Regions from separate parts of the Sus scrofa genome. Here region 2 is linked to region 1. A link is a contact called in public HiChIP or PLAC-seq data. All regions are on one chromosome and are shown on one strand. Each heading gives the region's core, a stretch centred on a gene start, on an enhancer-like site or on the middle of the called end of the contact. The rest is flanking DNA. Distances are from core to core; before and after follow the strand shown.

Region 1 (6,433 bases), core at 1,026-3,525:
ATTCCACTTGTAGAAAAGTTCAAAAGATGCAAAGCTAGGCCATAGATTGCTTAGGTCTATAGATTATTCAATAAAACTCTATTGAAAGTTAAGGACCAATACAAGTTCCAGTGAGTAAGGAGGACTTAGGCAAAGCTTCCACAGTGTTGCAAAGCTAGCAGTGTCCTATTTCTTAATCTGGATCCTGGTACACAAGAGGCCATTTCAATAGTTCAGTGTATCAAGAGGATATTTCTTAATATCCTCATATTTTCTAAATATTAATAAATAGTAAATGTTTAATTATACCCTTTAAGTTAGGGCAGAAAAACTCTTTTGCTTTGATACCAACACGTACCTATTTATGTGGATTTTCCTTTTGGCATTCTGATTTGTGTATCTTTAAAAATCAATATTTAAATCAGTATTTAAATGAGTGCCTATGCTCTGTGGAAATTTTTGGAAAATAGCAATATCAAAAAGGAAATAATCAGAAATTTCCACTGTGGCTCAGCAGTAACAAGCCAAATTAGTGTCCGTGAGGACTGGGTTCCATCCCTGGCCTTGCTTAGTGGGTTAAGGACCTGGCATTGTTATGGCTGTGGTGTAGGCTGGCAGCTACAGATCCAATTCAACCCCTAGCCTGAGAACCTCCATATACCACAGGTGTGGCCTTGGAAAAAAAAAAAAGAAAGAATCATCACATTTATACTATCTTTCAGGAATAACCATAACCATCACCATCACCATAACTACTCAACATTTTGGTATATTTTTTTTTCTAGCTACTTTGTGTAAATTTGAATTTGTTCAATCATACTGTGTATACACTGTGGTAGCCTGATTCCCCCCCACCCCTTAACTTTATAGCTTCAGCACTGCCCCCTGTTATTTAAAACCTTCAAAGCCAGAGACCAGGCTGGCACTGCAAACAGGGTTTTCTTGAGCTCCTGACACAATTATCTTGGTGCTACACAATTGTCCACCCTTTTCCTTCAAGGGAATTTGGCCTCCAACTGGACAGGAGATTCAAGGCCTCTTTTTTTAGAAAATGATTTTATAGAATAATTCTAAACAAAAACAAAAAATAAAAGCTTTACCACTGGGAGGGAGCTTTGGCATTCTCACCACACACAGAGCTGTTTCCTTACCTCTCCTCACTGTCCCCTACACCTAGCGCTTTTCATTCAATTTTTAGTGCCTCTTTAAGGGCATAGATCATCAGCTATTTGAGGGAAATCTCCAAATACATGAGAGAAAGAAAGAGAAAGAATTAGAGACAGTGGACAAATGGATCTCTAGTTAATATCCTAAGACAGAAAAGAGACTTTAATAATGTATTTAGTAAAGAGAATTTAGTAATGTAGAGGTAAACAAGATAGATCTAAAAGATTAAAAAATGCTTACTTTTGGAGAGCAGGACTGGAGGTAGAGACCCATGAGACAGAATTGCTGTTTTTCGTTAATAGGTTTTACTATGATTTGATTTTTTTAACTGCTGGCATTTCTTAGGTTAATACAAAAATTAAAAAGTAAAGGCTGTGAATTTTTTTAAGATCTCAGAACTTGTTTTCATGATGCATACTTTTCCATCAGATGGGTGTTTGTTATCAAAGAGAAGTTTCCATTCTGTTACATTGATTTTTTTTTTATCATGAGTTGCCATTACCTTATCAGTGTTTTAAAGACCTCTTCCTGTTTTTAACCTCATGTTAAGATTCATTAGATGCATGTTACCTTCGAACTAGTCTGAGATCAGATGTGCTCAGAGAGAATAATTTCTTAACAGATTCTAAAAATTCTTCAAGATTCATGGAACTTCTGATATGGTACTAAAGTATCTTTTCAAATTTATGCTAATAAGTAAGATTATTGTTCATGAAATAAACTCTACAGTCACAGATTTCATACACTTCAAGGTATACAGGGAAGGTATTTCAAAGGTGTGTGCTAGACAGGATCCCAGATGTGTGACCTTTTTAAAGTTTCTGCTTGGGAGATTAGAAGTTATATTGAAAACAATGACCATCTAAAAATTTGACCACTGTTTCTGGGGTTATGTTTTCTAAACATAGCAGCCGTATGACTCAACCACAAAAACATCTCCTGAGTTATAGAGGAACTTGAGCAGGGTTGTTTTTGTCAAGAAAGAAACTTAAAAAAATAAACATTCTCGTTTTTATAGGTCTACTTCATTTTCTTCAAATTATATTTTAATGAGAACTTGAACAGCTTGCTACCAATGGCTGAAAAACCTTGACATGGTTTCCCTGGCAATCACTAGAATATGAAATGGAAATGAAAGTAAAGTTACCCGAGAAAAGAACAAAACCTCACAACTTCTCACTGCTCCCCCTTGGTCTCCTCCAAATTAGAGCAAGTTCAGAAGAAGGAATGAACCAGACTGGGGCTTGGAAAAAATGTCTGGCCTACTGCCAGGACTGACAGTCACATCATATATGTGGTGCCACCACAGCACCATTATCTCATTGTTGGCTTGGTACAAGATACAGCACAGGAGTTTGAGGAAATCAGATTGAAGGACAATTTCTGTTTAGGAAAAATGAGTTACTAGATGAAGAATGCTTCCTGCTGAAGTCTGTGGGCTTCCTCTCAACGTTGTCACGTGGTTTGCTTTCACCCTGGCCAGGTTCTGGTGTGGCCAAGTGGGTGGAGCCCTCTCATTCCTACTCTCCTTTTTTGGTGAGACATTTTGTGTTCATTGTTGTTTGTTCCTCATGACTTTTTAGTGCCTTGCTATAATCGTAAAGTCAGAAATGCCCTAAACTCCTCTCATTGACATAGCATGAAATTTTACCTGCATTTTTATTAATTTAGAAAAATGTTTTAGAGTTAGAAGCATATGAAGCACATAGATTTTTTTTTTTTCCTTTCTTTAAGGCCACACCCGTGGCATATATAAGTTCCTAGGCAAGGGATCTAATTGGAGCCGCAGCTGCTGTCCCATGCCATAGCCACAGCAATGCCAGATCCAAGCTGTGTCTGTGACCCACACCAGAGCTCACAGCAACACTGGATCCTCAACCTACTGAACAGAGCCAGGGATTGAACCTGTGTCCCCATGGCTACTAGTTGAGTTTGTTACTGCTGAGCCATGGTGGGAACTCCACAGAAGCATATATATTTTGAAAAGTGTATGTCCAAAGACAATATAGCATCATATTTTACGACTTACATGTCACTCCCTTGAATCCTTTAATTTTCTCCCACTATAAAATATTTTTAATTATATAATTTTCATAAAAATTTAGATAGGCAAACTAACAACTCATTTCCCTCTTTTGTAAACAGTCTTTTTTTTTTTTTTTTTTTTAAGTGTAGAGTTGTTGGTTCTCGCTTACATCTTTGTGGTTTGATGTCTTATCCTCTGGGTTGATTTCAATACTTTCTGTTCTATTACTAAAATACTTTTCTTTGCATACACACTTGCCCTTTTCTATATCTTTTTCATTTTCATAGGTGTAGATAATTCACATATTCCTTCCTTATAAGTAGAAGTTGAAATCTAGCCTTAAATAATTTCTGCAAACAGAAAGGATATATTCATTTATTTATACTTCTAAATTAAGGTGATTTATAATAACACATAAAATATAATAGGATGTACTCAATTAAAATATGAAAAGTTGGCAAGGGGAAACTAATGCTGAAAAATTAAGAAGCCAAGGAGTTCCTGCCATGGCTCAGCAGTAAAGAATCTGACTGGTATCCATGAGGATGCAAGTTCAATCCCTGGACTTGCTCTATGGGTTAAGGATCTGGCATTGCAGTGAGCTGTGGTGTAGGTCACAGATGCAGTTTGGATCTGGCGTTGCTGTGGCTATGGTATAGGGCAGTGGCTATGGCTTTGATTTGACCCCTAACCTGGGAACCTCCACATGCAGCAGGTGCAACCCTAAAAAAAAAAAAAAAAAAAAAAAAAAAAGCTAAGAGTATCAGTACCAAAATACTCACCAAATAGAGTCATAGCTTTGCTTAGTGCTCTATTCTTGTTTTTATTTAAATTTTTTTTAAATTAAAAAAAAAACAATAAAGCTGCTATTTGTTGTCTTATAAAGGCTGTCCTTTAGTCTGTGATTAAGGCACCAGCAGAACTGCTTCCTCTTCTCTTTCTTTCTCTTTCTTTCTTTCTTTCTTTCTTTCTTTCTCTCTCTCTTTCTTTCTCTCTTTCTATTAAAATGTAGTTGATTTAAAATGTTATGCCGATTTCTGCTGTACAGCAAAGTGACCCAGTCATAGATATTCAGAGATATACATTCTTTTTCTCATACTATCTTCCATCTTGTCTATCCCAGGAGATTAGATTTAGTTCCCTGTGTTAAACAGTAGAACTATCCTTGATTTTTGTTTACCAGCTTTAAGTCCCTTTCTTGTTGCCTGAGGGCTACAGCCCACCTGTATTAGTCAGGGTTCTCTAGAGAAACTAAACCTATAGAAAATACATTTCTCTTTATCTCTATATCAAGAGATTTATTTTAATGAATTGGCTTAATAGTTTCACATGTCTGACCCTAAGCAGTTCAATTTCTAAGGCCATAGGCCTGCAGACCTATGGAAGAGCCAATGCTGCAATTCAAGTCCAAATGAAGTTCATCTGCTGGCAGAATTTCTCCTTGTTCAGAAAGTTCAGTCTTTTGTTCTAATCAGGACTTTAGCTGATTAGAAGAGGCCCAACCACATTATGGAGAGCCATCTGCTTTACCCAAAGTCCATTCATTTAAATGTTAGTCTTATTGAAAAAACCCTTGAGGAAACATCCAGAATAATGACTGACTACATATCTGGGCACCATGGCCCAGCGAAGTTGACATATAAAATTAACCATCACACAACAGAAGCTTGCTCCTTGCGTTTGCCAGGTACTTGCCCCCATCAGCTACTTGCCCCCCTCCCTTTTGTTGTACATTTCTCCGTACATTTTCCCTAACCCCTGAATGTTCTCTTAATCCTTTTTTCTCACCCCTCACACTAAAGAGACTCATAATTCCAAAGGGGAGATCAGGCCACGAGTTCATATTTCCAGGATTGGGTGAAGCTCCTCTCCTTTCTAGTGGCCAAGTGCTGGTGAATAGGCTCCTAGGTTATCTGGAGCTTCCTGATAACTTCTCCTCTAACAGCACAGCCCCCACCAGCTCTTTGTAAAAAATCCTCACATAATTGCAGGCCTATCATGAGCCACTACTTCTGCTAAAGTGTTTTACAGTTGAGGAAGTAGCTTTTCTGACATAGGCCATATATTTTTTGGAGCCAATGAAGGCCTGGGAGCTTCAACAATTTACCTTAATCCCTAAGAAAGATAAGCAATAGGACAGTTCATGGGAAAGTCTCCCAGAACACAGTAGTGTAGTGTATATTTTCTGCTAGAAGAGAGTCTTCCTTTACTTCTTGCTCTCCTGAAGAATAGTCAGGGATTGTGGGAATTAATTGCTGTCCCTGGCAGGTTTCTAGAGCTTGTGAGGAAAATTAACTCTCTAGCTTTCTTTCAACAAAGAAAACAAAAATGAAAAATGAAGTAAAATAAGACAAATAAATGGCAACACAAAAACACTTACAGGCCGAGACTCAAACATAAATCTGTATTGTCTCCCCTCACCTTCTTTAACCAGCCACCAGAAGACCCTTAAATGCATAACAATCATTTCTGAAACATTTGCTAATATTCCCATGCCATCCTAGCCCAGATCTCAGACCAGTCACTGCTGTGTGATCTAGGGAAGGTCACACAGACTCCACTCTTAAGTTACCACATCTGTAAAATAGAATGAGTAATGTGTTCCTCTCAAAATTACTGTGAGAAGTAACTGAGATAATGCATGAGAAAGAGTTCTGTAGGCTGTGAAGTGCATCTAGACAATATGTATTTATAAATCAGGTGAAGCCATATTGAAGACATTAAAATAAGTGATCAGATATTACATAGAGAATAAGGTAAATACTTAGTTATTACTTTAAAAGTGGGAAGAGGCGTAAATGAGATTAGCCAGGAAGAAGACTTCAGTCACCTACAGTTACACACCTACAGTTACACTTGCTTCCCTCCCAGTGGAAAATATAAATGTTCATGTGTGTTTACAACATAGATAGATGCCTTGGTAAAGTACTTTTCACTTTCTCTGATCAACATCAAAAATAGTGATTTTTTTGGCCTTTTTTTGGGGGGGGGGCAAACACTTGTCGTATGGAAGTTCCCGGGCTAGGGGTGGAATTGGAGCTGTAACCTATGCCACAGCCACAGCCATAGCAACGTGGGATCTGAGCTGCGTCTGCAACCTACACAGGATCCTTAACTCACTGAGCAAGGGCAGGGATCAAACCCTCATCCTCATGGATCTTAGTCAGGTTCATTAACTGCTGAGCCATGAAGGGAACTCAAAAAATAGTGATTATTTTTAAAGGTGAGTAATTTGAGTAATATGATGGAGGAATTTAGCTG
Region 2 (7,001 bases), core at 2,681-5,180, 43 kb after region 1:
CAAAATCATGAAGCAAACTATTTGTTTTTCATAAATCTTGTCAGACAGGGTGATTTTATATTCATTTGTTAGAAACGCTCTCTTGTCCATATCTTATTTGAGCATCATAAAATGTATAGCTATTTAAATTATTTAAATTGCCCAGTTTAAGAGATCTATTTACACTCTAAGAGTTAGTGATTTTTTTTTTTTTATTCTGACAGTTAACTGGAAAGTTTAGTGCAATACAACGTAATATATCATGCCAAATTAAGTGGCATCCTTTTGCTGCTTTTAGGGTCCTCCTTTACTTCATTTATTGGATTATTTCCCTTGGCACCCCATATTTACATAAATAGCAGTGATGTTATGATTCTAGGCACGTATACTTTAGGTTTATTCATAAACATTGATTTAATCTGGATTTAGGTTGTGTACAGCAAAAATTCTATTTATTTACATTGGTGTCCTAGTACCCAGCACAGTGTCTGGCATACATTAGATAGATAGTCAATAAATGTTTGTAGATCTGAACTGAATTATGCTTGAATTTTGAGTCATTTCCAATGAATACAGACTTTTCATAAACTTCATGGACACCTTCCATTTTTCATTATAACTGTTTATTGTTGAAACAGCCAAGGTCTGAGTTGCTGATCTTTTCTAATCAGAATGCATTGAGTCTTCCTCCTTTTCCTTTGTTCTGCATTTCCCACTCCCTCTGCATTCTTGGATATTGTGTAGGCTGAAGGTGTAAGATACATGAATTCTCCAGTGAAACTTCAATTCTGTGGATCTATGACAATCATATTTTGGAGCTATGTTATTCTCCTTTCAGCAGAATTATGAATCATAATATTTTAGAGCTTTAAGTGACATTAGTGGTCATCCAGTAAGTCACTTTACTAATGAGGACACTGGGGCCCAGAAAGTTGTAATTTACTGAAGATCCACATTGATGATTTTGAAATCAAGGACAATTTAAATTTAAATTTCTCATCTACATATGGTCCATTCTCTGTCCTTCAGAAGCATGGACATCCACTGCAGCTCTGTGTAATGTTTGACAGGAATTACTGAAAGGAAAGAGCCATTTTAGATGAACTTTTCTATTTGCTTTGTCCTTGATTAATTTAGCCATTGTTCTACAAGAAATTGTTACAAGGAAATTCAAAGAATGATACGATTTTTTAAGGATAGCTGGTGACTGGAACCCAGAACATGCATCTATTTCTACTTTCACCCTTTCTGCATGCCAAAGTTCATAAGGAAAACAACCAGGATAAAATTATATGAGAAAAAGATAATGGGGATATATATTGCTTAATATAATTTTTAATTCCTTAAAAAGTACAATTAAAAATAATATTTAACTATCTTAGGGAGTCTGGTATTGAAGGGAATGCTCGCATAAAGAGTTTTGTAAGCATACAATATAAACAAGTTATAATAAATGCATATCTATATTTTTAGTTTATTGGGTTTATTTACAGTGCAGTGTAATTACAACACCTTCTTGCTGAAACTAGGATGATCTTTAATCAAACTAAGCCAGAGGTCTAATTCAACTTTGCTTTTAAATCTGAATTTAATGGACTTTACCTTGTTGCACTAAATAATCTTCAATATTTATGAAAATATGTCAGGCCAGCTACTCTTTTCCAAACAGTGCAGTAAGAAATGGCAATAGAAATTTAATTAATTTATTAAGGACTTATTTTGCCTATCTACGCAATGAGCAAGCACAAATACAAGACAGAAACCCCCAAGACGTAGAGATAAATAAGAAATACAGTGTTTGGTGGTAGTGGGCGTCGCGAGGTGGTTCAAGTGCCCTGTGCTGAATGGGAAGGATGGTCACAACTTCAAACATACAGACACTCCCAGGGCTATACTACATGGGTGACCGAAATGTGTCTTGTATTTTTCAGGCATTCTGCAGACTTGATGGATAAAAGCATCACCCTCCTTTGCAGGTCTTGCCAGAAACATCAGCCTCCTGAATTATGAAGACACATGTAAGCTATGAGCAGAGCTAACAAAAGATGCCTGGAATCTGGTCCTGGCAAGTCTTTCCTAGTCATCAGGCATTTAGTCCAGAGATTCATTAAGTCTCCTGAAGTGAGCAGGGACCCTTACCTCCAATAGCAGCTTATTCCTAGCTTCCAGGAAGAATTAAGAGCTTTGAAAGGGCGTTGTTTTTTCTTTTTTTTTTTTAAAGACCATACTCAAAGATTACAGGTCTTGAACAAAATATTTACAAATAATAATTTAACAATTGTTTACTATGCCCCAGGGCCTGTGATGGGTATTATACATATTTTCTCATTTAATCCTCACAATGATCATGTGGTATAGGTACTATTGTCAACCTCATATTTTGGAGAAAAGAAAACAGATTTAAAGAAGTTAAATAAATTGTCTAATGTCACCTCAATATTCAAGCTTGAAGTGTTATTCCCTGGTCTCAATTCTCTTGTCCATGAACTGAGGTGGTGTCTTCCTCTTCCTTTTCTAAACTTCTCTTTAACCTGGATGTATTGTAACTTCACTAGAGATATAGTTCTGAAGGTAGGGAATTTCTAGAGAAGGTCAATGTATATAGCCATTTCCTTGTGAATAAATGCATGGAGGGGCTCTAAATGCAAATTAACAATTTACTGTGCACTGCTACCATTTTCTCTGGTTGGTTCCTCTGACAATTCTCCTCTGGCAAGGTATTCTACATGAAAATCCAGTCATATTTGAATATTATATTCTATTACCTTATTTTACTTATGTGTTAGATATGAATAGCAGTTCAACTTAGGCAAAAGAAATATAGCTAAAGATAGAGAAACAGATAGCTATGTCTTCAGTCTGTCAGGGTGGTAGAAATTTAGTATCAGCCTGGGGCTCCCACCTTTCTCCTGTTCTGTAGCTAAATTTGAAGGCATTTGAGGGGTGAAGTAGGGTTTGACAGCACCTCTGGTCCTTGAGTTGGCCGTCTCTGTAGGTACCTGTTGAGAAACCTATCATTGCTGGTCTCATGCCACATTCATGGGTCTATACACATCACTACAGAGATGTCCCTGCTTTCTGTCTGTGAATTTATATGCAATACTTGAAGGCTCATTTTGTTTTCTCTGAGCCATAAAGTCATTTGCAGTCTCTCAGGTTGTGCATGATTCTTTCTGCTTAAGGCAATGTTCTCAAAAATTCAGTCTTTTTCATACTATATAAACAATTTTTTATTCACTTTTTTTGACATATCTGGGACTCTCAGCATTAACTTAATGTTTTTCTTTAACTAACTGTAATTAATTTTAAAAGGGTGCTTTACTACAATAGAAAATATCACTTGCCATAAAGAGAAAGCAGCCAACAAACAAAAATTGTATGAAACCCAAAGGATGCCATTACATGCTAGTTGGATACTGTCTGTCAGATTACATCCTTCTTAGTCTAAACTTAAGCAATAAAATCAGAAAGACTATCTGGTGCAATGAGAGCGAGGTTGTGAGAGAGTAAGTCAATGGGTTATCATCTCGAAAGTATAATCTCATTGCTGTTCACAAGTAGGGTAGTGGTGAGGAAAACACAAGATTGGAAAATCCGACTCATAAAGTCACAACTAATGAGTATCAGTGACCAGGCAGGTCGCCTTACTTGGTGGACGTTCGTTCCTTCCTCAGTAAAAAATAAGAATCCAACAGCCCAGACCTCCCTTTCGCGTACCGACTGCCCCTCCGGAGCCGAACTACACCTCCCACAACTCGCCGCGCGCGGCGCCGGGAATGCCGTCCGCTGCCTCTCGCTGCTTTTCCTCTGTCCCTCCTACAACTCCCACAAGCCCCCTCGGCTCTGTGGCCAGGCCCAGCCCGGGGTGGAGGCGGAGGCGGAGGCGCGGGAGTTATGGAGGGGGCGGGCTCTGCAGGGAAGTGCGTCAGAAGAGGCGTGGGGAGAGTAGGGTTCTGTGGTTTGAGCTTGAGGGTGAAGCTGGCGGAGCAGGAGGATGGGCGGTGAGTGAGCGGGGCCGGCGTCGCTCGGCAGGGGTCGCGTAGCTGTTGGACGTTTCCAGCCGTTTGAAAAGGGGCCCCCTACCCGGGCGCGGCCGGGGTGTGCGGGTTCTGAGCGGGGGGCTGTTGCGGGGCTTTTCCCTCGGCCGAGCGGTCTGGGGAAGGGCCTGCCCCGGTCACTGAGGCCCCTGGCTGGACCGCGCAGGGCTGCCCGGCCGTAGCTCTGGCTAGTCTCGACCCCCCGCCCGGCCACGAGGTGCGTCCCGCGAGGTGACAGCGCTAGGCGTCCGGCCTGGGCGAACTGCCGCTCCGGTGCCCGGGACCTTTTAAGGTCATTTGAGAGCACAAGGATGAAAAAGGATTAAAAAAGAATAAAAATACAAACCCAACCTCTGGAGTTAAAGTTAATTATTGTAATTGCTCTGGTCTCTCCTGAGTCACTTGCCATTTTCCAAACTCAGCAGCCCCAGTTTGCGAGCCTGTTTTCGTACTCCTTTTAAAGGTGTTTGGTGCGGTCATGGTATATACTTGCAGTATTTGACTCAGCTTGATCCGGCTTGAGTCATTTTACTGCGGCCATTTACTACTGCCGTTGAGCCCTGTCCACGCCTTTGGAGTGCTTGTATTTTGCCCGATTCTGGGTTTTCTTTCTGGCTGAGGAGGAATCATTTAGTTTGCAGATGAGGAGGTTCAAAAGTATAAAGAATGAGGACGGTCGATAGGAGTGAAGACTTAGGCAGCGTTAAGGAGCTTGGTTTAGCTTTAATGGATTAGGGGCAGATTGATATCTAGCATTATTATATATTATTATTCTCTTTTCTATTTCTTGCGCCTGAAACAACCTTCTCTCTGGTTTAACAAGCGTTTTCAACTGTCTTCTGAATAGCTCTCTACTCTTAACCTTGTTTTGGAAGGTTTCCCTAATCAGAGGAAACTGGGAGGAGCCGATTTCCTCTGCTTCCTTTTCTGTTGGCGGACTTGCGTACAGAGAGATGGGACCGAGGCTTATTGCCAGGAAGCAGTGTTTATTTGTGCCTGCACCGGCTCAGGATTCATATCCATCGGCTGAGCCGAGAGCGCAGGGGGGCGTAGCTTTATATACCCTTCATTAGTTGCCCCTTTACATTTTAGCCCCTTTGTCTTCCTTATGGGGTAACATACATTTGATTAGATGGTCTATGCTACAGAGTTACGCATGCGCACACAGATGCTGATGATTCCACGTTGCCTTCCCTTTGTTCTGGGGGGGCCCTAACCACATTTCCTCTGCCCTTTTCACACCCAGACTCAGAACAGTTAATGCTCTGCAGTCTTTCCTTAACCATTTATGCTAGGTACATTGCTGACTCTGGGCATGTCTGTTGTTTGTATCTGTAATGTGTATGTCCATTTCAGTGTTGTCTGTTTTAGTGTGCAGGTGATAGACTAGAGAACAAGACCTCTGTCTCCGTAGCATCCTGGGTATGTGAGCATTCAATAAGTACTTTCATGATAATGAGTTTTGTTTTGAACTTAAGAACATGCTTGCTTCTTCCTCTTTTTTTTTTTTTTTAAATTCATTGATGATTATACATTACTTTAAACAGCTTTGGGATGGGAAATAGGGTAAAGGGTGATTTTGAAATAATTCCTTTCAAAACCTGTATTTGTTCTTGAAGTCTAACTTTTCTTTCTTCCACTTGTAAACAGAGCAGTCTGAATGCCAGAATGGATAACCGTTTTGCCACAGCATTTGTAATCGCTTGTGTACTTAGCCTCATTTCAACCATCTACATGGCAGCCTCAATTGGCACAGACTTCTGGTATGAGTATCGAAGTCCAGTTCAAGAAAATTCCAGCGATTTGAACAAAAGCATCTGGAACGACTTTGCTAGTGATGAGGCAGATGAAAAGACTTATAATGATGCACTTTTTCGATACAATGGCACAGTGGGATTGTGGAGACGGTGTATCACTATACCCCAAAACACATACTGGTATAACCCACCAGGTATAGAAAGGCCAGGTATTTCTCTTATTTTCATCTTTGTCCCCTTTACTTATTCAGTAATAGAGAAAGTGATGTGATGATGGTCTCAGTTGTGTTTAAGCAGGTTTGTGTGTTCTCCCCCACCCCCCAAAAAATAAGTCTTATGTGTCTCTTCTTGTCACCTTCTCTCCCCAACTTCCATGAATTACCATAGTACTCATTAGTATTGGCTGGATGAGTAACTGTTCTTATCTTGGGAAAACCATTTTAAGTTTTGTACTTATTTACCCACTCATTAAAATCTTTTTATTCTCCCATGTCTTGAGAAAATAATTGGAAAAGTACATTGGGAGATTTTAAATACTTGGTAAGTGGTAAAAGGACTAGTATTCAAATAACACATTAATTGATAATCCTTTTATATGTAGTTGTGTTTTAGTAGATACTAACATTTGCCTACTAAATCTTAGAGGATCTCATTTGACCAACTCTGTGTCTAAATCTGCATATTTGAGACTGTTTTACAATAATCTTGATAAAAATATAGGTTAAAAATATGTATTACAGAAGTCAAAAAAATTTAAGAAACTGCCTCTCAGGTTTATTTTGTAATAAGCATTCTTAACAGTTAAATTTTTTAATTTCCAGTTACTAATATGGAAGCTTTAGAGCTCTTTGTAAGGGGTAGCTTTATAGTTTTTTTTTTTTCTATTTTTGATTACTTTTATTGACCTCTTGGTAGGAAGCACTGTATTCAAATCGCAGCACAACAGGCTTGAGTTACTATACCTCAGAAGGTTGATAGTTGTGATTTTATATGGAAGAAAGGAAGTAGTTTGGAAAGAGGTGAAAACTGGTTAAATTTTATTTAAAATGTTCAATTCTATTTGTGAGAGCATAGGAGCACTTGATATTTGAGTCTTAGCAATTATTTATCATTTAGTCAACAGATATTTGTTGTATACTTTCATGTTCCAGGGCCTAGGAGCTTGAAGTTCATAAGGGAGAGAAAAAAAAAAATCCCTACTCCTGGGAGCTAACATTCTAATAAGGGC

What was found. HiChIP or PLAC-seq counts read pairs in DNA pulled down with a chosen protein or histone mark.
Region 2: an H3K27ac HiChIP or PLAC-seq map of alveolar macrophages shows a contact between it and region 1. The contact joins the promoter of CLDND1 here to the enhancer-like site in region 1. A contact is called at or near these places in 1 of 5 promoter capture datasets (liver), 16 of 47 Hi-C or Micro-C datasets (alveolar macrophages, blood, embryonic fibroblasts and 6 more) and 2 of 2 datasets of contacts at active chromatin or transcription factors (alveolar macrophages and skeletal muscle).

The regions. Positions count from the first base shown.
Region 1 is chr13:160,352,051-160,358,483 of Sscrofa11.1, forward strand. No RefSeq gene overlaps it. Among named protein-coding and RNA genes, the nearest start is that of CPOX, 23 kb to the left of the region's middle. Within about 2 kb of position 2,276, at least 34 of the 83 cell types and tissues checked have an H3K27ac peak or open chromatin away from gene starts, as enhancers often do. A contact at or near this core is called in alveolar macrophages, fetal liver, liver and 1 more, where this site is marked.
Region 2 is chr13:160,393,594-160,400,594 of Sscrofa11.1, forward strand. It overlaps CLDND1 (claudin domain containing 1), which reads left to right and starts at 3,931. Exons shown (of 5, transcript NM_001243498.1): 1 at 3,931-3,980; 2 at 5,667-5,967. The coding sequence starts at 5,685.